Linked DNA regions of Mus musculus: regions 1, 2, 3, 4, 6 and 7 are each linked to region 5. The links are chromatin contacts, called in public HiChIP or PLAC-seq and promoter capture Hi-C maps. All regions are on one chromosome and are shown on one strand. The core of a region is the stretch at or near the end of the contact, and the rest is flanking DNA. Distances in the headings are between cores, read along the strand shown. Region 1 holds the start of Map2k5 (mitogen-activated protein kinase kinase 5). Region 2 holds the start of Parp16 (poly (ADP-ribose) polymerase family, member 16). Region 3 holds the start of Igdcc3 (immunoglobulin superfamily, DCC subclass, member 3). Region 4 overlaps Dpp8 (dipeptidylpeptidase 8). Region 5 holds the start of Map2k1 (mitogen-activated protein kinase kinase 1). Region 6 holds the start of Igdcc4 (immunoglobulin superfamily, DCC subclass, member 4). Region 7 holds the start of Dpp8 (dipeptidylpeptidase 8).

Region 1 (2,700 bases), core at 163-2,662, 880 kb after region 5:
TGCTATGTAAAGGCTACAAAAAGTTGAAATGTGATTATATTTGCTCTTTAGATATTTGGGAAGCTGAGAGACTGCCATTCATATATTTAAAAAAGTGCTTCAGAATATACATGCAAATTTGGCAAATGGTGTTGGTTTTCCCTATGGTACTATGAATTTTTAAAAAGACGTTTTAACAAATCATAGGTTAATAGAAAATCTCTAGTTTTGTAGTTAATTTTCCTTAATAATAGAAATAAAGTTTAGATTAAGAAGTACATGGCAAAATAGTGAATTTTTCTTTAGCACTGAAGAGCAGTTACAAAGGGGTAGTTCCAACAGTACCTGGAGAATCGGTCTACGTGAATTCCTACCTAAGCTATTAAGGAATAATAACTAAAAGATGGTCATTTATCTCCTACAATGGCCTTTCAAATGCAACAGGAAAAAAGCCCAAGTAGAGGAAATTATGCCACAAATTTTGGTATTACATTGAAAATGATCAACATTTAATTGTTCCTCCTCTTACATTAATCACATATCTGTTTATTCCGGGGAAAGTGGACACTGGTCCCACCACCCCACGCACTATGTTTATGCATAATCAGCCCCAAAAGGTAGAGATAATAGCATAATTTAATTACAAATAAAGGGCCTACCTACACGTTGCCATTTGTAAGCAATTCTTTTGTATAGACACATAGATCAACAGGATTATGCACTTTAAAATGTGAGGTAACAAGGCATTTAAAAATAACCAAGGTTTACGGCTACTGCCCTGCTATCACTGACTGCATAAACACTGCAATTTAGCTGAAAATATATGGAACAGACGGGATATTTTTGCAACGGTTGAATAAGATATTATGATGCCAGAAATACAGCTGTCCCCAGGCAGTTAAGCGCTCTCCATTGAGTTTCTTTACTGTTGCTTTTGAGTAGGAGATTGCTTGGTACTGTAGGTCACTGGTTAGGGTAAAGGACCTCACTGAAAAATTCATGCACACTTTGCTAACGTGGGAGAAAAAATAGTGGTATTTTGGAACTGTTAATTGGAAGAAGGGGCATAAAAACATGCTTTTTTTTTTTTTTTTCTTTTTTTAATAAAAAGGTCTTGCCTGGCTCTTGCCGATTTAATGTAACAAACCCGCGGATAGTAAAAGGTATATAACTTGACAAGCTGGTGCTGCCGTCTTGTCCTTCACCGCCTTTTCTGCATGATCAAACCTTAAATTGTTTTACGGACAGCCCCCAGCCGTAGATCCGTGTCTTCCTGGGTTTTCTAGGCTCCTTTACCACTACCTGAAGAGATGGAAGTCAGCCAGTCCTAGCACGAGATCCCTGCTCCGCCCCAGCTGCCCTCTTCCAACATGGCGCCCCAGGAGGCGGGTCCCACATGTCGGCTCCCCGGGTTCCGGCGCCATCGCGTTTTGGTTCCGGAGTAACAGCGGTCTAACGGCCGCCTTCCTCCTCCTCTCGCCGCCACCTCCGCTGCCGGGACGCGGGCCTCAGTCGGACGATCCTGCACGCGCCGCGCCCTCCGGTTCCGGCTGCGGTCCGGGACCCGCCCCTTGACCCCGCGGCCCTGGGCCCCCCTGCCTGGTTGGAGGGCAGGCGCCACCGGTGCACCTCCGAAACAGCCCCGACCCAGCCCGCGGCGCCCGGCCACCGTCCCCTTGCCCACCGAGACACTCAGGACGGCAGGACCCTGGCCACTGTACCTGCCTTAAACCAGGCCGTTGCTCCGCTGTCTCCTCTTACTCACAAGGACTACAGAATGCTTGTGGGTTCTGTTTTGTCCACTTTTGTAACTCCAGGACCTTCCGCTCTCTACTAATTCCTCTTGGCCGGTCCCCCAACAGTGCATCCTCTCCTAGGGACACTCCACACGACCTGGGCCTGGTTTTGGGCCTGCAAGCTCCCTCCTGATCGCTCCTCTTCACTTCTCCCCATCTTCTTGCTCCCTATTTATCGCCTGCCTTCTGTCTATCGTTCCCCTTGTCACTTCTTGGGGCTCCTCCTAAGTAGGGGCAGGTCGGTACCCCTCGCCCCAGGATGTGAGACCCTTTAACCTGTAATGCTGTGGCTGGCCCTTGGCCCCTTCTGTGCCATGGAGAACCAGGTGCTGGTGATTCGGATCAAGATTCCAAATAGTGGCGCGGTGGACTGGACCGTGCACTCCGGGCCGCAGTTACTCTTCAGGGATGTTCTGGTGAGTGGTGACTTTAGTGGCCAAATCCCAGCGTTGGGGATTATGGATCTGGATAGGCAGCATCTTGACCATTGGTGGCCTGAGCTGGCCTCTGGTGGGGTCAACTTACCTGTTTTAACCACAGTCTCGGTTAATTGCACTCACTGAAAACTGGTAAATGTGCAGCGCCCTGGGAAATTGATGTATCCGACTGAACCCCTGCCCTCAGGAAGCTCACAGTCTGGACTGTGACTTACACACCAGTGCAGACAACTGGGATGTAAAGAGTTTTAAAACTGTTTCTTATATTTTTCTCAAGTATTTGGAAAGGATTCCTGCCCTCATTCTAGCCCTGTCACTGCTGAGTTTCCTGAACTTGTGACCTGCTGGGAAAGGGACACCAGGGCAATCTTAGTTTACAATGGTTAAGCAAACCTTAGATGCCACTGAATGGGAGACCTAGACTTAACTATCAATATGGAAAGGATGCTGCCTGTTAGAACTACAGCACATCATTCCGTGACAAACAC
Region 2 (2,700 bases), core at 192-2,691, 960 kb before region 5:
TATGGGTCATGCGAAGTGCTGAAACCTGTAATCCATCCCAGCACTCCGAATTATAAATCATCAGAAAGTAACAACGCCTATGTGCACTGCGTGGCAGTTTATATAAGTACTGTTAATATGTAACTTCATCTGAAGGGCAAAGTCTAACTAGTTGCAGAGGGAGGGACAACTTCTTATCTAGGCAGAACAGCTGGTTCAGATCAACGCCCCTTTAGGGCCACACTAGAGCGTTTTGTGGAGGACTATGTAGCTATTCCATCACTCCTGGGATTAAGTCACTGACAAAAGGAAGCAGCCACCGAATGACCTGGCAGTGTGTCTGCACGAGGGTGTTTAGGAGTGTTCTTGCTGATGGGAACCTTCCCCAAGGCCAGGCTGGGTGGGAAGTCCAGGGAATTGGCGTGTTTTCTAACACGGGTGGAGCTGCTCCTGCCTGCCGTTCCACAGGGCCACTTGGCCCAGGATGCAGCGAGCAACGGTGGATCAGGACGGACTCACCAGGGCCTCGAAGTCCTTACAGTCGTGGCGGGCGTAGGAGGCGGGGAAGGGCCGCAGCACCGAGTCCCGCTTGTAGCTCTGCAGCGCCGAGGCGAAGAGGCTGCAGCGGAGGTCCGCAGCCAGCACGTCGCGGCTCGCTGCCTCCCTGGCTGCTGCCCTGTTGGAGAGCTGCATCCCGGGCTCGTAGCGCGTGGCCGGGAGGAGACAAGGAGGGGCAGCGCGGGGCCTGGGCCCGGGGGACCGTAGACCGTCTGCTGCCAGGTTTTCCAGCCCGGGGGGTGGAGCTAGGCAAAGGGGTGACAAATTGACATTGGTGAGAACGCGCCGGCGAGCGTCCTCTGCAGGACACTGGGCACGGTCGCTCAGTGCGGGGAAACACGGGATCTGGGAGAGTCGCCTCTCGGGTCCCGCCAGTCCCGGAGTCCCCGGTATGGAGTTGTCGCTATTGCACCCGGCGTGGGTAGTACCCCGGGGACCCGGCCGATCAGTCCTGGCCGCCCCACACTGCCAGCAGCCACCGCCTACCTCCCCGCCCGCCGCTCTCACGCCGCTCCGCCCACCCGGCCCAGGCCCGCCCCTTCCCGCGCCCTTGCTCAGCTCGCGCCCGCCCACAGGTCCCGGAGGATCCCAGCTGCCCCGGGTGCTGGGCAAAGGTGCCCAATGCGGCTGCTAGTCATCCTCGCCACCGCCCCAAGTGGAAACCGCCCCGGGACCCGCCCCGGGGAATTGTCTTTGTCCTGGCTCCACGGGTTGAGCCAGCCTCGCTCACCTTGGGAATTGCCACCTGTTGAATAAATCGGTTTCCTCTGGAGCTGACACGTTGCACACAAGAAGCCACTTGATACCCAGGGAAAACTGAAGGTCGGAGTGACACAATACTTTCTCAAGACACTGTAGCCGACCCAAAGACCTTCCTCTCTACCTTACAGCCTCCGCAATTCTCTGAATTGCTCAAATGTCTGACCTCAGATTTCCCAGGATCCTCCTCCTTCGAAGGCCTCTAACAGGAAGTCGGGAAAACAGGCACTGGGAGAACAATGACCTAACCCTGCCGAAGGGAAAAGACCGGACCCCAAGATGACTCAGCAACTGGTCGAGTAAAGGCACTTGCTGTCCGTCCTCACGACCTGAGTTCTATCCCAGGATCCCATATGTTAGGAGCTAAGTGACTCTAGCAATTTGTCCTATGACTTCCACACCTGCACCAAGGCTCAAGTGTGCCCACATGTGAACGTATACACAAAATAAATAAATGTAGGGCTGGTGAGATGGCTCAGCGGGTAAGAGCACTGACTGCTCTTCTGAATGTCCTGAGTTCAAATCCCAGCAACCACATGGTGGTTCACAACCACTGGTAATGAGATCTGACTCCCTCTTCTAATTCGTTTGAAGACAGCTACAGTGCACTTATGTATAATAAATAAATCTTTGGGCCGGAACAAGCAGGGACTGAGCGAGCAGGGTTGACCAGAGCAAGCAGTGGTCCTAAATAAAAATTCAATTCCCAACAGCCACATGAAGGCTCACAACCATCTGTACAGCTACAGTGTACTCACATACATAAAATAAATACATTAAAAAATTAAAATAAAGGCAGGAGGATTTCTGAGTTCGAGGCCAGCCTGGTCTACAAAGTGAGTTCCAGGACAGCCAGGACTATACAGAGAAACCCTGTCTTGAAAAACCAAAATAAATAAATAAAATAAAATAAAAAATGTAAGAACAGATTCCCTTTACCTCTTCTTCTTCAAGACCTCACTAGAAAAAAAGCACTTGGCCTTCTGGTCACATAGAAATCTAAGACCAGTGCTGAATTGTTAGACTAAAAGTCCCCTTTAAAGACCCCACACGTGCTGAGAGGTGGTGGCTCACGCCTTTAGTCCCAGCACACCAGAAGCAAAGGCAGGCATATCTCTGAGTTCAAGTCCAGCCTGGTCTACAGATCAAATCCCAGGACAGCAAGGGCTACACAGAGAAACCCTGTCTCAAAAAAAACAAAAACAAACCCCAAAACAAAACTTTACAAAAACAAAAACAAAAACAACCATTAATTAGATAAATAAACATACACACACACTGGCTCTGCTCTCTGAGAAATCACCCCCTTCTTGGGCATCCGAATGGGACCTGGCCCTGTGCTCCTCAGACTTCGGGAGGGAAGACAGGCAGAACTATATTCTCAGACCCTAGAGAGCTTCCCAG
Region 3 (2,700 bases), core at 128-2,627, 890 kb before region 5:
TCTGTAGCATAAGGACAGTTTAAGACACTTGAGGATCACAGTCGTTCAAATCCTTTACATCCTTCACATATCCTAAGTCTGAGCCGCCTCTTCCCCCAATCCAACCCCGCTATAGCTATCGGGGATAAAGTTTCTCTCGGGTGCAGATGCAATATTTTGCTTTTTAGGAAGGAAGGGAAGGAAAGAATAATCCAAATGTGTGTCTGCGAAGGACTTGAGACAGCGGAGGGCTTAGATCCACATCCTTCTTTGCTGAGATGAATCTTTTACAGCCCGGGAGGAAGCGACGGGTAGCCGGGAGAACCCAGGGCAGGGACTCCTAGAGAGCTCCCTCGGGGAAGGGCGGGGCCCTGGGCAGCACCGCTGGTAGGCGCTTGCCCTGGGCGACCCTTTCCTCCAGCTCTCCCAGCCCTTGGCAGGATCGCCCACTCAGTCCACCAGGAATCTTTCCTTCCTGTTCGTCGGATACCCCCGAACCCAGTCCCAGCTCTAAACCCTGGGGGATGCCTTCTCAGCCCAGTGCAGTAGAGTCCCGGACCCCGACCCCGATCTGTCGCTTCCGGCTTCGTTCGCCTCGGGCTACTCAGGGTCCCCAGCCGAGCTCTGTGCACCCGGGCTCGCCTTCCTCTGTTGGGACTCCTCCGCTCTTTCTCCTCGGGCTTGTTTCCTCCACTCCGCACTGCCAGCTTGCCTTCCCAACTCCCGCTTTGCTCCGCTCCCAGTTCCTCTGCCCAGAATCGGCATCCTGCCCTGAACCTATCCTGAGCCCCGAAGGCGTAGAAAACCGAGCCCCGGCCCTCTCCCGGGGTTCTCCCGCCGAACCCCTGCAGTCCTTCAAACTACCGGCAGCCCTGCCGGAGTGGGTTTCCCCGTGCCCGCAGCGCGCTGTCCCGCCAGGTCCCTCCAGCACGCGCTCCTAGCGCAGGTTCCCGCAGTGTCCCGGGGTCCGCCCCTCTCGCCTGGGTCCTGAGGCTCACCCAGGCTTGGCGCAGGCAGCGGCAACAGCAGCAGCAGCAACAGCAGCGGCGGCGGCGGCGGCGGCAGCAACGGCGGCAGAAACCCGGGCCGGCGCAGCGCGGGCAGGCGGCGCGGGGACGCGGTGCGCGGCTCAGCCATCGGTCTCTCGGTCCGCTGGGCTCGGCGACGCACGGCGCTACTCAGGGGGGTGGTTGGGGTCTCACGGGCTCACAGCGTCCCGCGGGGCCGGCGCCGGAGCCGGGGCCGGGGCTCGGGCCGGGGCCGAGCCCGGGCGGCGGGAGGCTGGGGCCGCATGCCGGCCTTAGCGGGGATCGGGTATCACGGAGAGCGCCGCTTGCGCCATCTTGCACCCACCGCGGCGATCTGTCAGCCGCGCCCGGGGTGCGCGCTCCGCACTCCGCCCGCGCCCGCACCGCCCTCCTCCTCTGCCCGCCGCCCCCCTCTCCTCCCCTCCCCCAGCCCCCTCTCCCTGGAGGCCGGGTCTGGGGAACAAAAGAGCCGGCGAGCGCTTTAAGCGGCCGGACATTCCCGGCTGCGCAGCGGACGCGCCCCCTGCGCTTTGAACTGCAGCGGGAGCTGCCGCGCCGACCCGGACTGCAGTAAGGTATCCGCTCCTCGTGGTCCGTCCGGACTTGAGGATCTGGGAACGTGAAGACTGTGAGAGAGGGTCCCAGCTGCGGAAAAACACGCAAAACTGAGGTGTTTGCGTCCCCCCACTTTCTCAGCGGTGTCTCTTCCACTATACCCAACTCTGTGTTTTTAAAGACAATTCCCTTAAAACTGCTCAAAGTTGTTAGACATTCGGTATCCTCTAGGTTCCTTGTCCTATTCAAGGGATGAGTTGTGTAGCTTCAAGACTGGCTTCTCAAGGCTAAGTTAGGGCACTCCCGTAGGTGAGAAGAGCACCCCTAACATAAGAGCCCCATAGAAACCCGAGATCCCTCCCAGTTCTGCCTGCTGTCCAGCCCAGTCATTCTCACTGAGTTGGTCTGAAACCTGAAGACAACACTATATTCCCTCAACTTTGCGGATCTTTAAGAGCAAGGGTCCAGGTAAATGACCTGTAGCTGGGTCAGCACACTGGAAGGTACAGTCGCCAGCAACTTCTCTTTGCTATCGTATCTGATGTCTCACATATGGGAAGACAGCTCTTCAGAGAGACATATATGTGCTGTCCAAGTTGATGTTGAGTCTTGTCTTTTTACTACTGTATGCAGACATATGTTGGGGTCCAACTTGATGGGGGAGTCCATCAAAATTACAGAGCACCCACTTAACCCTGGTAGCAGTGTCTGTCTCTGGCAGCATTTGGAGGCAAGAGTGTAATGGCTTCTCACCTCTCCTAGCCCAGGGTGGCCTTGAATCCACTTTGTAGTAGTGGGTGATCTTGGATTGTTTAATCCTCCTGTCTCCACCTTCCAAGTTCGAGGAGTACAAGTATTTGGCACCATGCTTTCATGCAGGTAAGTAAAGAAGGCTTGGTTCAGCAGGGAAAGGAACCTGCAGCCAAGCCTGACTCACCAGCATCCCTGGAACCTACATGGTTGAAAAAGAAAATGACACCCATAGGAAATTATTCTCTGACAGCGAGCCACACTTGCACCATGGCACATGTACAAACATACACACATAGACACACACACACACACACACACACACACACACACACACACACTCACACAGAGTAAATAGATAAAATGTTCTGCAATTCTCTAATTTAAA
Region 4 (2,700 bases), core at 154-2,653, 820 kb before region 5:
TTTGTTTAGGGCCCTGTGCTAGACACAGATCTACTGAGGACTTAACTGTTAAGCACTGTTAACTGTTGAGGATATACCAGAGAATAGGACAAAGATGTACTTTAGTAATTAAACAAGTAGTACAATCCAGTAACTGTGTGTGTGTGTTTTACTAGTCATGACTTTTAATCTTTGGCATGTATAAGTAGTTAAAAATTGGTGCTCAGGCTGACAAGTGTTTAAAAAGCTATGTTAACACAAAAGGTACATTTCCCATGTTGCAAAACACAAACTCAGCAATATTGTAGAGAAGTCTCTACAATATTGGCAATACCATGAGCCTTCAAAAAAATTACCACTTCCAGGTGTCTTCGATGAACAGAATTCTATCTAATTACAAAAACAAACAAGAGAGCTGGGTGGTGGTGGTGAACAACTTTAATCTCAGCATGTGGGAGGCAGAGGCAGGGAAATCTTTGAATTCAAGGCCAGCCTGGGCTACACAGAGAAACTCTGCCTAAAAAAACCCGAAATCAAGAAAACAAACAAGCAAAAACTGAAATACAATAATAGCTACGTACCCGGAAGATATCCGACCTCTGCATTAATGCCATCAGGGAGAGGTAGCCACCATAGGACCAGCCGTGGATGCCCACTCGATCCAAGTCAATGAAGTCATACTGAGATGCTAGGTACTGGAGTCCTTCCACTTGATCATCGATTTCTATTTGACCCTGTCAAAGAGGGGGAAAGCTCACTGGCTCTGATGTACACTAGAGTCTTTGAGAATTCTTTTTAATGCTGCTTCATGTTTTTACTAAAAATTCCTGGAGAGTTTCTCTTTTCAGATTAGAGTTTAATTAACAAGTGATATTCTATTTTGCCCCAGGAAATGTAAAATAAAAATGCTTCTATAGGTAAGGACCTGCTACTCTGATGGGGGTTTAGTCCCCAGGCCTTTCCTGTCATTGCCCACACTGTCCCTAACTACATCGTGTCTCCCACTCGTTTGTTCTGTTGTCTGCTAAGAGGCCAGCAACTTCCTTGTAACAAGCCTTCCTCTATCCAAAGACAAAAATTCAGCCCCTTTAAGAGATTAATTTTACTTCTCCTTTTAGCACTTAAGTGCAACAAAACAGAGGACATTACCCCTGAGGCCCTAACTTCCTCTTTTCCAGCATTTTACCTCTAGCAAAGCTCTGGACGGCTTAGTTCCTGCCAGTACCACCCAGGGTATCACTTGGCCTGCCAGTACCACCCAGGGTATCACCTGGCCTGCCAGTGCACACAGTCTCGCTTCACTGAGCCAAAACCAAAAAAATAAAACAACCAAAAACTTACATGAGAATACAACATAAGGTCAAAGAACTGTCTGTGGGAGAGCATCCCATGTCTTACTCAGCATGTCCAACACACTGGCAACCACAGGGACTGCCTTACAGTGCAAAAGGAACATCGGCCTGTCATCATTTCCCAAAGCAGCAGAAAGGACCTGGGGCATCTCTAAAAGGTAGCATTTAAAGCTTCCTGCAGAGAGAAAGAGGCTTGTCACAAGGAAGGAACTAACCAGTCGGTTTCCCTCTTCACAGAGGACAGAACAAATCTCAATTATTTCTTAGCTACATATGGGTCTCTGCACGCTAGATGGGGCTGCTTTGTAGGGAGCTGCGGGTACAACTTAGAAGAGTATTTTTGTGCAGAAGTGGTTCTACCTCAGCTCCTGGGCATTGCATACAGGTAACCAGGAGTGAGTATAGTGTAAACCCAACTGTGCCTTCCTTCCCACTGCTCAAGTCTAACCCGTGCTCCCTCATTCTGTCACTTAGATCCTCCCCCAACTCAAAACGAAAACATTTGAAAAGAAAATGCTCTATGTTCACACACCATTTTATATTTAAAGGCGCCTTCAAATTTAAGTCCTCGGTGACAGGATCCCCTGTTGTCTATCACCACAACCACATAACCCAGGGAGGCCAGGGTGTTCAGGCGGAAATACTTGACTCCTTTAAACCGATTGTTCACCAGCTGCACCTGGAAGAGAGGCGCATCTTGAGTGGAGTTGCGTGGCAGCATACAGAGCGTGAGAGGGGGGTCCACGGCGAGGCGAGCACCAGGAAACTGAGCTTCCTACTTCTCTTCCCGTTGAAGCGTAAGTGTGACGGGATCCACTTTTAAACTGACTCTCGTCTAGGCATGTTTGTGTTGCTCACACTTAGTCTCACACTTAGAGCTTCACGGCAAATACCAAACAACTGCAGACTTCATTCTAGCTCAGATAGTTAAGATTTAAGTAAGGTAAGATAATCCACCCCACAGAGAAAGTTGCCAAATTATCTACACCAAAGAATATGTCATTCAAGTAACAGTGACAAGGACAATTAAGACCATCTTCTGGCCCCCCTTGTCTCTGTTGCTGAGTGACAGCGAGATGTAGCATTCTAATGAACACTGTTATCAGTCCGGCTATCTCTCTCATGTTAGACAAATTAGTGTAAAAGTATGATTTTTAAATCACTTTATCACCCTAGAGACTACCCTTCAAAGTGACACAGAGAGAGACTGCGTCTGGGGCTTTACTAGAAAAGGAGCTGTAGCTACTGAGAGGAGGAGTGAGCCATGCCCTGCACGCTCGTGTTTCAGTCAGCTCAGGGCACTCATGAAGTGGTGGTCCCGTGGGATCACAACGGAGCTGAAAATGTCTAATGACAGCACAGCTGGCGG
Region 5 (2,700 bases), core at 172-2,671:
AGCCTTCTGATCCTCCTGCCTCCGTTTGGTCAGTGCATGCCCCTCAATACCTATTTATGTCCTGGTGATTAAAAAAAAAAGATTTATCTGATTTATTATTATCATCATTTTAATTTTTCTTTTTTTTAAGATTATTCATTTATTATATGTAAGTACACTGTAGCTGTCTTCAGATACTCCAGAAGAGGGAGTCAGATCTCGTTACAGATGGTTATGAGCCACCATGTGGTTGCTGGGATTTGAACTCAGGACCTTTGGAAGAGCAGTCGGGTGCTCTTACCCACTGAGCCATCTCATCAGCCATTTTAGTTTTTCACGACAGGGTTTCTCTGTGTAGTCCTGGCTGTCTTGGAACTCACTCTGTAGACCAGGTTAGTCTCCAACTAGGGATTTCCACCTGTTTCTGCCTACCGAGTGCTGGGATTAAAAGTGTGTGCCTGACTTTATTTTTAATGATGTTTGTGTGTGTTTGGGTATGTACACAAGAGTACATGTACCCTCAGAGGCCAGAGGCATGGTATCCACTACAGCTGGAAGTTACAGGTGGTTGTGAGCTGCCCAAACACGAATGCAGGGAACCCAACTAGAGTCCTGTTAAAGCAAGAAACACCCTCAACTTCTGCGCTAGCTGTCCAGGCTACTCCAAACTTGACTTTGCCAAAAGGCTTAGAAAACGAAAAAGAGGATATGAGATTGGATACATTTAGGTCGGCTGACCCCATTAATTAGACTTCAATCTGCTCTCAAAATAGGCTTCACTAATTTACCACCTCTGCAGCACGGAGTTCTCAGCTGTGTACCTCCATTTTAGTAGAATTAAAATAGAAAAATCATGTCAGTTTAGTTTAAGGAGTCTCTTGACAAGTTTTCTTTTATTTTGAGACTGGGTCTCACAATGTATCCCTGGCTGTGTAGACCAAGCTGGCTTCGAATGCGTACACATCAGCCTGCCTCTGCCTCTTGTACTGGAATTAAAAATGTGCACTCCTGGCTTTTGTTCAATTTAGTTTGCTCTTACTCAATTCCGCTTGGCCTCAGGACACGAAAAGGGGTCCTTTTCTTATTTATTTTGTACTTTTGTCTGGGTCAAAATGACCCAGCCCAAGGGAGGAGAAGAGTTGAGATAAATAGGCCAAGCAGCCCCACTCAAAGGCAAGATGACCTGCGTGCAAGAACCTCGTACAGCAGCCACCTGGATACCGCTGGTCAGCAGAGGGCGCCCGGAAAGCCTCCCTTTAACTCCGCCCCAAGCCAATGCGCCGCGCCTCCCGTGACGTATTTCCGCGTCATCTGCCTCTGAGGCTAGTCCCCATTGGCTGTCGGCGAAGCGACGGGGGCGGAGTCAGGCGGGCGTGAGGGAAGCGCTGCAGCCCCCGTGGGGGCGGGGCCTGCTCGTTTCCCCGCCCCTCCCTCACCCTCCAGTCCCTCACTGGGACGTCTGTGCGCGGCGTCTCGGAGCGCCGGAGCAGCGGTGGCCGCACTTTCTCCAAGCTGGGGCTGTAGCTGAGCTGTGGGTAGTGCGCAGGGAGCCGTCCGAGCCCGAGGAACCGGTGTGCTGAGGCGAGAGTTCCCGGCCGGCGAGCGCGCGCAGCTGGTTCTCCGCGTGGGTTGGGCGGAGGGTCCCAGGAGCGCGGCGTTGATCGAGCCGCCCCGACTCTGGGCAGAGCCGAGGGAGGAAGCGAGAAGCGGCCGCGCGCTCCCTGCTGAGTTGCAGGCTCTTTCCCGGCTGCAAGATGCCCAAGAAGAAGCCGACGCCCATCCAGCTGAACCCGGCCCCCGATGGCTCGGCGGTTAACGGGACCAGCTCGGCCGAGTGAGTACCGGGAGTGGCCGGGAGGCCGCCACCGCCAGGCGAGGCTTCGTCACGTACGGCCCGGCTGGCGGGGGGCGAGGAACTCCGGCCGCCGGGCTATCAGTGACTAAGCACTGATTGGGTGCCTGACTCACATCGACCGTGCACCCTACAAGTCCCGATCCCCCTCTTTCCCAACAGTGTCTGTCGTCCCTGGCCACCGACATCAATCTTCGCCCAAGAAAACGAAACCTAATGCGTCCCCCCCTAGCTATTGCCTAAAGGGCATACTCTGGGATTCTGGCCTGTAACAAGACGCAGAGCAAATTCAGGTCGCTTCTCATTAACCTTTGAGACCTCCTCGGGGTCTGAGTGTGGACTTGGGATGGGTGAGCCCCATTTACTTTTGGTGCCTGACACCTGTGGGGCCTTGTGGCCGGTTGATCGCCTGGCCAGCGGGGGCGTGTGTTCACAGATTTCCCCATGGCTTTTCCCTGGTTCACTTTGGGGACTCCCTCATCCGTGGCCTTTTTCTTGAGAAGTACCTTGCTCGAGGGAGGAGTCTCTCTTCATCTGTCCGTTCATGCAACAGTTCATCCCCTCACCGGTTATTCTCCCAGCTTTGCTTAGTTGACCGGGAGCCGGAAATTGACTTGAGGCATAAGAACGATGACCAGGGAAACAAAGCCAAAGGTTGCTCGGTATCTGCAGGGGCCAGTGTTGCTTACAGACAGATAAGAGTTTATTTCATAAGGTGGGTTTCTGAGCCCACCTGTTGGGTTTCTTCTTCATCTTTCCCTGAGGTCAGGAGACTTGAGAGGTATCTGATAAAATGAAAGTAGCTTCAGGCATTCTGTCCTTTGGAGATTATTGTAACCCCCCTCCCTCCTTTCCCTAGATTTTAATAA
Region 6 (2,700 bases), core at 131-2,630, 850 kb before region 5:
CCCAGCCCCACGCACCGAGCTTCTATGGGCTCCCAGCCGGGTTCAGGGTCTCGGAGGGAAAGGGGCGTGTCTTGCGGGGAGAGCAAGGGTCCGAGCTGTTTCCAGCACTCTCCCACCCGCTGTTTTCCTGGAGATGGGCCTGGGGTTGGCCCAGCGGAGGCTCCTTTCCACCACCCCCCGCCTCCCTCCCTGTCTCCCTCCCACGTGGCCTGGCCCAGTCTCTCTGGAAAGCCGCAGCAGCTGGAGAAAAATCCCCCTCCCCACCCCCACTGCCAAGTCCCTCCCCGACTCGCCCCGGACACATCCTTAACTCCCCCCTCGGCAGGGAAGGCAAGAAGTAATCGAACAAAGCGGGCAGCCCATCCCCCTCCAGGCCCTACCACCTAACCTCCTTTGGGCTGTCCCCCAAACGCACACCCCACTGAGAGTGAGAGGGCCGGGGGTGGTAAAAACAGCTTTGGCATACACACTTGGACACTTCGTCTCCCCCCGCCCCCAGTCCTTTCTTTGGTGTGGACAGTTGTGATCCTTACCCTTGACCCTACCCAACACTAGGACCTGGGCACTGGAGGGGGCCTTGCTGATCTCGTCCACGCTTCCCTGGTCCGCCCTTGGGGGTGGGGCAGGAGTGACACGCGTCCCATCCAGAGAGCGAGTGTTGGACGCGTTCGGCAAAGCAACTGGTTTCCTGCCCTTCCCCCAGCCCCACTCCGAACCCTGGGTTTGGGTCCACAACACCTCCACATTCCCCCAACCTCCCTAGCTGGCCCCAGGGGCCACACCCATTGGGCAAAGTTGAGTGTGGTTTTTCTCACCGCCGCCCCCATCAAGAGCAAGGACACTCCCCAAAAGCCAAGGCCAAATATTAGCTCAGTCCCATCCAGTTACACACGCACCCGACACAAATGGAGGTGTAAGTGTACACTCCCTCCCCGCCCGCTCTCTCAGGCACACTCGCGACCGCGAGACGCTTGCGGGCAGGGCAGAATCATGTCCCGCTTGCAGCCACCCGCGCGCTGGCGATGCTACCCGGCGCCTTAGGCACGCGCTGTGGACACGTTCCCCCGCAGGACACCCCCACCCCCGCAGGACACACACATGCAAACCTCACATGCACAAGGGCCACGCGCAGGGGGACACGCACGGTGCCAGGCTGTGCACAGCAAGGACACACACCCCCTGGGGGCAAGTCCCCACAGCCCCCGGCGCGCAAGCATCGCGGGCGCCGGGGACGCCCACTCGCGACTGCGGCCACCCGGGCCCTTACCGCGCGCGGACAGCAGGCAGAAGGTCAGCACCAGGAGCCCGCGGCCCGTGTCCGCCCGCGCCATAGGGCCGGGCTCGGGCCGCTGCCGCCGCGTCCGGGCGCCTGGGCCGCCGCCGGGGGAGGGCGCGCCGGGCGTCAGTGGCTCCGGGAGGCGCGGCGCCGCGGGCGGGGGCGCGGCCTCCGGGGCCGGGGCCCGAGCGGGGGCCGGCGCGGGGGCCGGGGCCGCGGCCAGCTCGCCCGCCCCTCCATCGCCATCTTGGGCTAGCGGCCCACGCGGGGGCGCCCCGCCAGTGTGGCCACCCTGCACCACAGGGGACACGCGCCCGCGCGCCACCAGCCTGCTCCTGCGGCTCACTCAGCACGCGGGAGCCTCCCGCTCCTCGGGTCACCTCAGGCTCCTTTCTGTTCATCTTTTTACCTGAGCCTCTGGATCTCTGTTCCCTAACCCTACCATGACTCTACCTTCAGGGTCGCCTCCACCTCTGTTCCAGGCTCAGTTCACTGAGACCTGTCCTTTTCCAACTCACAGCCTGACCTGAATCCTGTTTAGCCTCTCCACAGGCTGCACCAACAGACTCTCTGAGGACACTACAATTCCTTGTCCCCGCTACCTCTTCCATGCCAAGCTGAGGGATTCTCTTGGCTTCCTTCCTTCCTCCTCAGTAGCCAACCCAGTCTGTACTGTGTTCCACCTCTGTGAGGGACAACGAAGACTTGCTTACCACCATTTTACATACCTGCATACTGGGAATATTTGGGTTTGTAGTGGGGACTCCCTAAGGACAGGAGGCTTAAAGCAGCAGGTGCAGGGCCTGCTAATGGTGTTGAGCCTCCACCGGTCCACTCTCTTTTTCAGAACTGCCTCTTTTCCAACTGAGCTGGCCAGGTTAGTTGCCTCAGTGTGTCTAAAGCTGGGGGAATCAAATGTCAGGTTGGGTTGGGGAGAGAAAAACATACTAAACGTCTATTTAAAATGATGCGTTTGTGATGGGAGAGATGGCTCAGCGGTTAGAGTGCTTATTGCATTTGCAGAGGACCTAGATTTGGTTCCGGTACCCACCCAGGCGACTCACATCAGTCTGTAACTCTAGCTCCAGGAGGTCTGATACCACTGGGCTCTGTGGCATCTGCACCTACAAGCAGACACACAATTAGATACAATTTAAAATAAATAAAAATTATATATATATATCCGGATTTTGAGGCTAGAGAGGTGGCCCAGTGGCTAGAGTGCTTCCTGCCCTAACAAAGGACCTGGGTTCTGCTCCCAGCACCCATATGACAGCCATAACCATCTGTAATTCCATTTCCAATGAATCTGATGCCCTCTTCTGGGCTTTGTAGGCACTTTCCTGCACATGGTGCACATAAACTCATGCAAGTACACACATACACATAAAAAAAAATTTTTTTTTAAAGGAAAAATGCTACAT
Region 7 (2,700 bases), core at 150-2,649, 780 kb before region 5:
TAAAAAATGTGTATTATAGGTCATTGTTTGCAGAAAGGGAACTTGAATTTAACAACTAAATTTTGTTCACTTCTCTGTTTGTAGCCAAGGTTAATCTTGAACTCAAGATCCTCTTGCCTCGGCCTCGCAAATGCTGGGGTTACAGGTATGCAGCACTATACCCAGCTACAATTTCTGACAAAGCTGTCCTATTCTTTAAGAGTACTCCATTTTGCCTTCTTTTTCTTGCCATAATATTGAGAATAAGTGAGATAGGTAGCTTTTCTAAAAAATAATCACGAAGCCAGTTGATAGTCTAGCTTAGGGGGAAAAATGTGTGTTATTTTTGCAACAGTAAATAATATGTTATCAGTTTAGACTCCAAGCTCTGTATGCCACATAGAGATGAAGAAGCTATGTGGCAAGAGGAGGGTAAAAATGTTAGCAGCAATAGGCTAAGAGTCAAGACACCTCCCCAAAGCGCGAAGCCCCTCATTCTGAAAAATGACATATTGTGTTAAAAAGAGCTTCGGGATTCTTGGGGTGGGGTCTCTAGAAATGGCATCCCGTAGCTTTTTACGGTAAGAACCAATCAGTCGTCTAGACCCTGCACACCTCACTGGAGCCTAGCCATTTCACTTTTCTGTGTCTACAGCTGAGAAAGTTTATCCGACGTAAAGGGCTTGAAAGCTATGAATGAGGAAGGAGGAGAGGTGTGGCAGCGAATGTGGCGCGAGAGGACAGTAGGAACAGCAAGGCTTAGTTAAAAGAGGATGAGCAAGCTGGACAGGAAGGGCAAGGACCCTGCTGCGAATGCGTGGAACAGAATGGCAGCGAGACAGTGAGCGCGGAGGGATGGATCTAGAGTGAAGCAGGAGGGAGGGAGGAAGGAACACCCGGCTAGGGGAAAGCAGCGAGTCCAAAGGCGAATCCCATCCGCCACTGGCGGACCTCAGGCGAACCCCTTCGCCTCTGCGGATTTCCGTTTCCTCCTCCGAATGCCCGGACTGTCCCCGGCATCCCAACCCAAGCCAGGCTCTATCAAGATAACGGACGTGGGAGTCCGAGCGGGCAGCAGCCAGCGTTCAGGGGCGCCCAGTGAACGTTGGCAGCCTCGCAATCCGAGTGTGCGCTTCCTCTTCCGGCCAACGGGGCCCAGCCACCCGCTCTCCCGGCGGGAGCGGCCCGAGGGCGGCCGGCCGGAGCTCCGTGGCCTCGCGGGCGCAGGGGAGGGAGAGCGGGCGGATACTGCACCTTCCCCCCGGGCCCGCCCGGACCGTCCGGATGCGCTATGGAGCGGGCCTACGCCGCTTCATGCCGCGCCGCCTCCGCTCCCGTCGGGGCCACAGCAGCTTCCTCGGCGGCGGCCCCCGCGGCCCCCAGGCAGCGGACGAAGGGACTTAAAAGCGGCGGAGGCGAAGACAGCACCGGAGGCCTCGGCACTTCCGGTTCCCCGAGCCCCGCCCTCCGACAGAGGAAGGCTAGCGGCCGGACCAAGAAAGGATGACTCTCGCTTCTGTGCGCGAGGGGGCCCCACAGCGCCACCGAGCGGCGGGAGGAGGTGCCGCACGTGGACTGCCTGACAGGAGGGAAAACATACAAGGTTAGAAGAGAAAGCAACATTCACCCCACCTCTGTTAGCTACTCAAAGTAAATAAACTTCATGTTCACTGGCCGGTGGGATGGCTCAGCAGGTACAGGCACCTGGGCCTACAAGATTTCTGAAAGAACAAGCCAGGTCCAGCAGGCGCTTATCCAACCTCTATATCCAATCTCTGTCTGTCTCTGTCTCCCTCTCTCTGTCTCTCTGTCTCCCTGTCTCTGTCTCTCTGTCTCTCTCTCTCACTCACACACACATCCCTGCGTTAGAGCAGAAAGCCAAAATTCCTGCCTTTTTGAGATGACAGAGGCCAACCATGGCTTTGGAGACCTCAGCATTACAGTTATGACGGAAAAAAACAAACAAACAAATGTGAATTTGGATACAGAAATTTTTCTTTTCTTTTCTTTTTTCTTTTTTTAATTTTTTTTTCAGTGACGTTTACATTTTATTTACGTCAGTAGCACTAAAATACATTCCTCCTTGAGGGTCACATTTCCACAACACACATTAACACCAATCCATACTCCATAAGTGCCCACACCACCTCCCACCAAAACCAAGCAAACTCAGCAAACACTTCCTGGTCACTTCCTCAAAACCCGGGTGGGTCCTGTCCCGGCTCCTAGCTACGGCAGTGCCCAGAACTCACAAAGCTTCCCCTTTCCACACTGCGGACCCATCTCAAGCTCACCAACACTGTTCATCATGTGCTCATTTTTTTCTTTTTTTTTTTTTTTTTAACTAATTGATTATTTATTTTATGTATATGAGTGCTCTATCAGCATGTACACCTGCATGCCAGAAGAGGGCATCAGATCCCATTATAGATGACTGTGAGCCACCATGTGGTTGCTGGGAATTAAACTCTGGACCTCTGGAGCAGCAGCCAGCGCTCTTAACCTCTGAACCATCATCTCTCTAGCCTCCAGAACTTTAATGTTAAAGATCTTTAGTAGACCACCCATTCTTTGTTGGGTTGGGGTCTTCTCTCTGTAAATGGATATAACAACATTGGCATTCAGTAGTGATAAAAGCTAACAATGCCTGTGGCACTGAGACATGAAAGATGGAGAAATAAGGCCTGGAGGTGGCTGCTACACTGAGAGGCAGGTCCCTTG

What was found. Promoter capture Hi-C pulls out the DNA fragments that hold promoters and counts their contacts. HiChIP or PLAC-seq counts read pairs in DNA pulled down with a chosen protein or histone mark.
Region 1: a promoter capture Hi-C map of pre-B cells shows a contact between it and region 5, with 2.5 times the contacts expected there. The contact joins the promoter of Map2k5 here to the promoter of Map2k1 in region 5. A contact is called at or near these places in 3 of 39 promoter capture datasets (liver and pre-B cells), 1 of 115 datasets of contacts at active chromatin or transcription factors (large pre-B cells) and 1 of 9 other capture datasets (liver).
Region 2: a contact with region 5 is called in a promoter capture Hi-C map of erythroid cells, with 6 times the contacts expected there. The contact joins the promoter of Parp16 here to the promoter of Map2k1 in region 5. A contact is called at or near these places in 4 of 39 promoter capture datasets (cranial neural crest, erythroid cells, hippocampal neurons and 1 more), 4 of 115 datasets of contacts at active chromatin or transcription factors (bone marrow-derived macrophages, embryonic forebrain, large pre-B cells and 1 more) and 1 of 9 other capture datasets (liver).
Region 3: a contact with region 5 is called in an H3K4me3 HiChIP or PLAC-seq map of craniofacial prominence, with 4 times the contacts expected there. The contact joins the promoter of Igdcc3 here to the promoter of Map2k1 in region 5. A contact is called at or near these places in 1 of 39 promoter capture datasets (neural stem cells) and 2 of 115 datasets of contacts at active chromatin or transcription factors (craniofacial prominence and embryonic forebrain).
Region 4: a promoter capture Hi-C map of pre-B cells shows a contact between it and region 5, with 2.3 times the contacts expected there. The contact joins the enhancer-like site here to the promoter of Map2k1 in region 5. A contact is called at or near these places in 7 of 39 promoter capture datasets (the C10 cell line, the HPC-7 cell line, HPC-7-derived erythroid cells and 4 more) and 2 of 115 datasets of contacts at active chromatin or transcription factors (embryonic forebrain and fetal liver).
Region 6: a contact with region 5 is called in an H3K4me3 HiChIP or PLAC-seq map of stem cell-derived neural progenitor cells, with 6 times the contacts expected there. The contact joins the promoter of Igdcc4 here to the promoter of Map2k1 in region 5. A contact is called at or near these places in 1 of 39 promoter capture datasets (frontonasal cranial neural crest) and 7 of 115 datasets of contacts at active chromatin or transcription factors (astrocytes, embryonic forebrain, embryonic stem cells and 3 more).
Region 7: a contact with region 5 is called in an H3K4me3 HiChIP or PLAC-seq map of embryonic forebrain, with 6 times the contacts expected there. The contact joins the promoter of Dpp8 here to the promoter of Map2k1 in region 5. A contact is called at or near these places in 4 of 39 promoter capture datasets (cranial neural crest, hippocampal neurons, neural stem cells and 1 more), 2 of 484 Hi-C or Micro-C datasets (B cells and CD4 T cells) and 6 of 115 datasets of contacts at active chromatin or transcription factors (the NIH/3T3 cell line, astrocytes, craniofacial prominence and 3 more).

The regions. Positions count from the first base shown.
Region 1 is chr9:63,376,614-63,379,313 of GRCm38.p6, reverse strand. It overlaps Map2k5 (mitogen-activated protein kinase kinase 5), which reads left to right and starts at 1,412. Exons shown (of 22, transcript NM_011840.3): 1 at 1,412-2,191. The coding sequence starts at 2,057.
Region 2 is chr9:65,213,431-65,216,130 of GRCm38.p6, reverse strand. It overlaps Parp16 (poly (ADP-ribose) polymerase family, member 16), which reads right to left and starts at 1,441. Exons shown (of 7, transcript NM_177460.4): 1 at 1,268-1,441; 2 at 499-782. The coding sequence starts at 672.
Region 3 is chr9:65,139,831-65,142,530 of GRCm38.p6, reverse strand. It overlaps Igdcc3 (immunoglobulin superfamily, DCC subclass, member 3), which reads right to left and starts at 1,377. Exons shown (of 14, transcript NM_001357257.1): 1 at 978-1,377. The coding sequence starts at 1,116.
Region 4 is chr9:65,073,749-65,076,448 of GRCm38.p6, reverse strand. Dpp8 (dipeptidylpeptidase 8) reads right to left here. Exons shown (of 21, transcript NM_028906.2): 17 at 1,864-2,010; 18 at 561-713. Among named protein-coding and RNA genes, the nearest start is that of Igdcc4, 26 kb to the left of the region's middle. Within about 2 kb of position 1,403, at least 80 of the 459 cell types and tissues checked have an H3K27ac peak or open chromatin away from gene starts, as enhancers often do. A contact at or near this core is called in the HPC-7 cell line and pre-B cells, where this site is marked.
Region 5 is chr9:64,252,326-64,255,025 of GRCm38.p6, reverse strand. Map2k1 (mitogen-activated protein kinase kinase 1) reads left to right here and starts at 1,421. Exons shown (of 11, transcript NM_008927.4): 1 at 1,421-1,813. The coding sequence starts at 1,734.
Region 6 is chr9:65,100,166-65,102,865 of GRCm38.p6, reverse strand. Igdcc4 (immunoglobulin superfamily, DCC subclass, member 4) reads right to left here and starts at 1,380. Exons shown (of 20, transcript NM_020043.3): 1 at 1,268-1,380. The coding sequence starts at 1,331.
Region 7 is chr9:65,031,157-65,033,856 of GRCm38.p6, reverse strand. It overlaps Dpp8 (dipeptidylpeptidase 8), which reads right to left and starts at 1,399. Exons shown (of 21, transcript NM_028906.2): 1 at 1,234-1,399. Gm39362 (a long non-coding RNA gene) reads left to right here and starts at 2,445. Exons shown (of 3, transcript XR_870867.3): 1 at 2,445-2,700.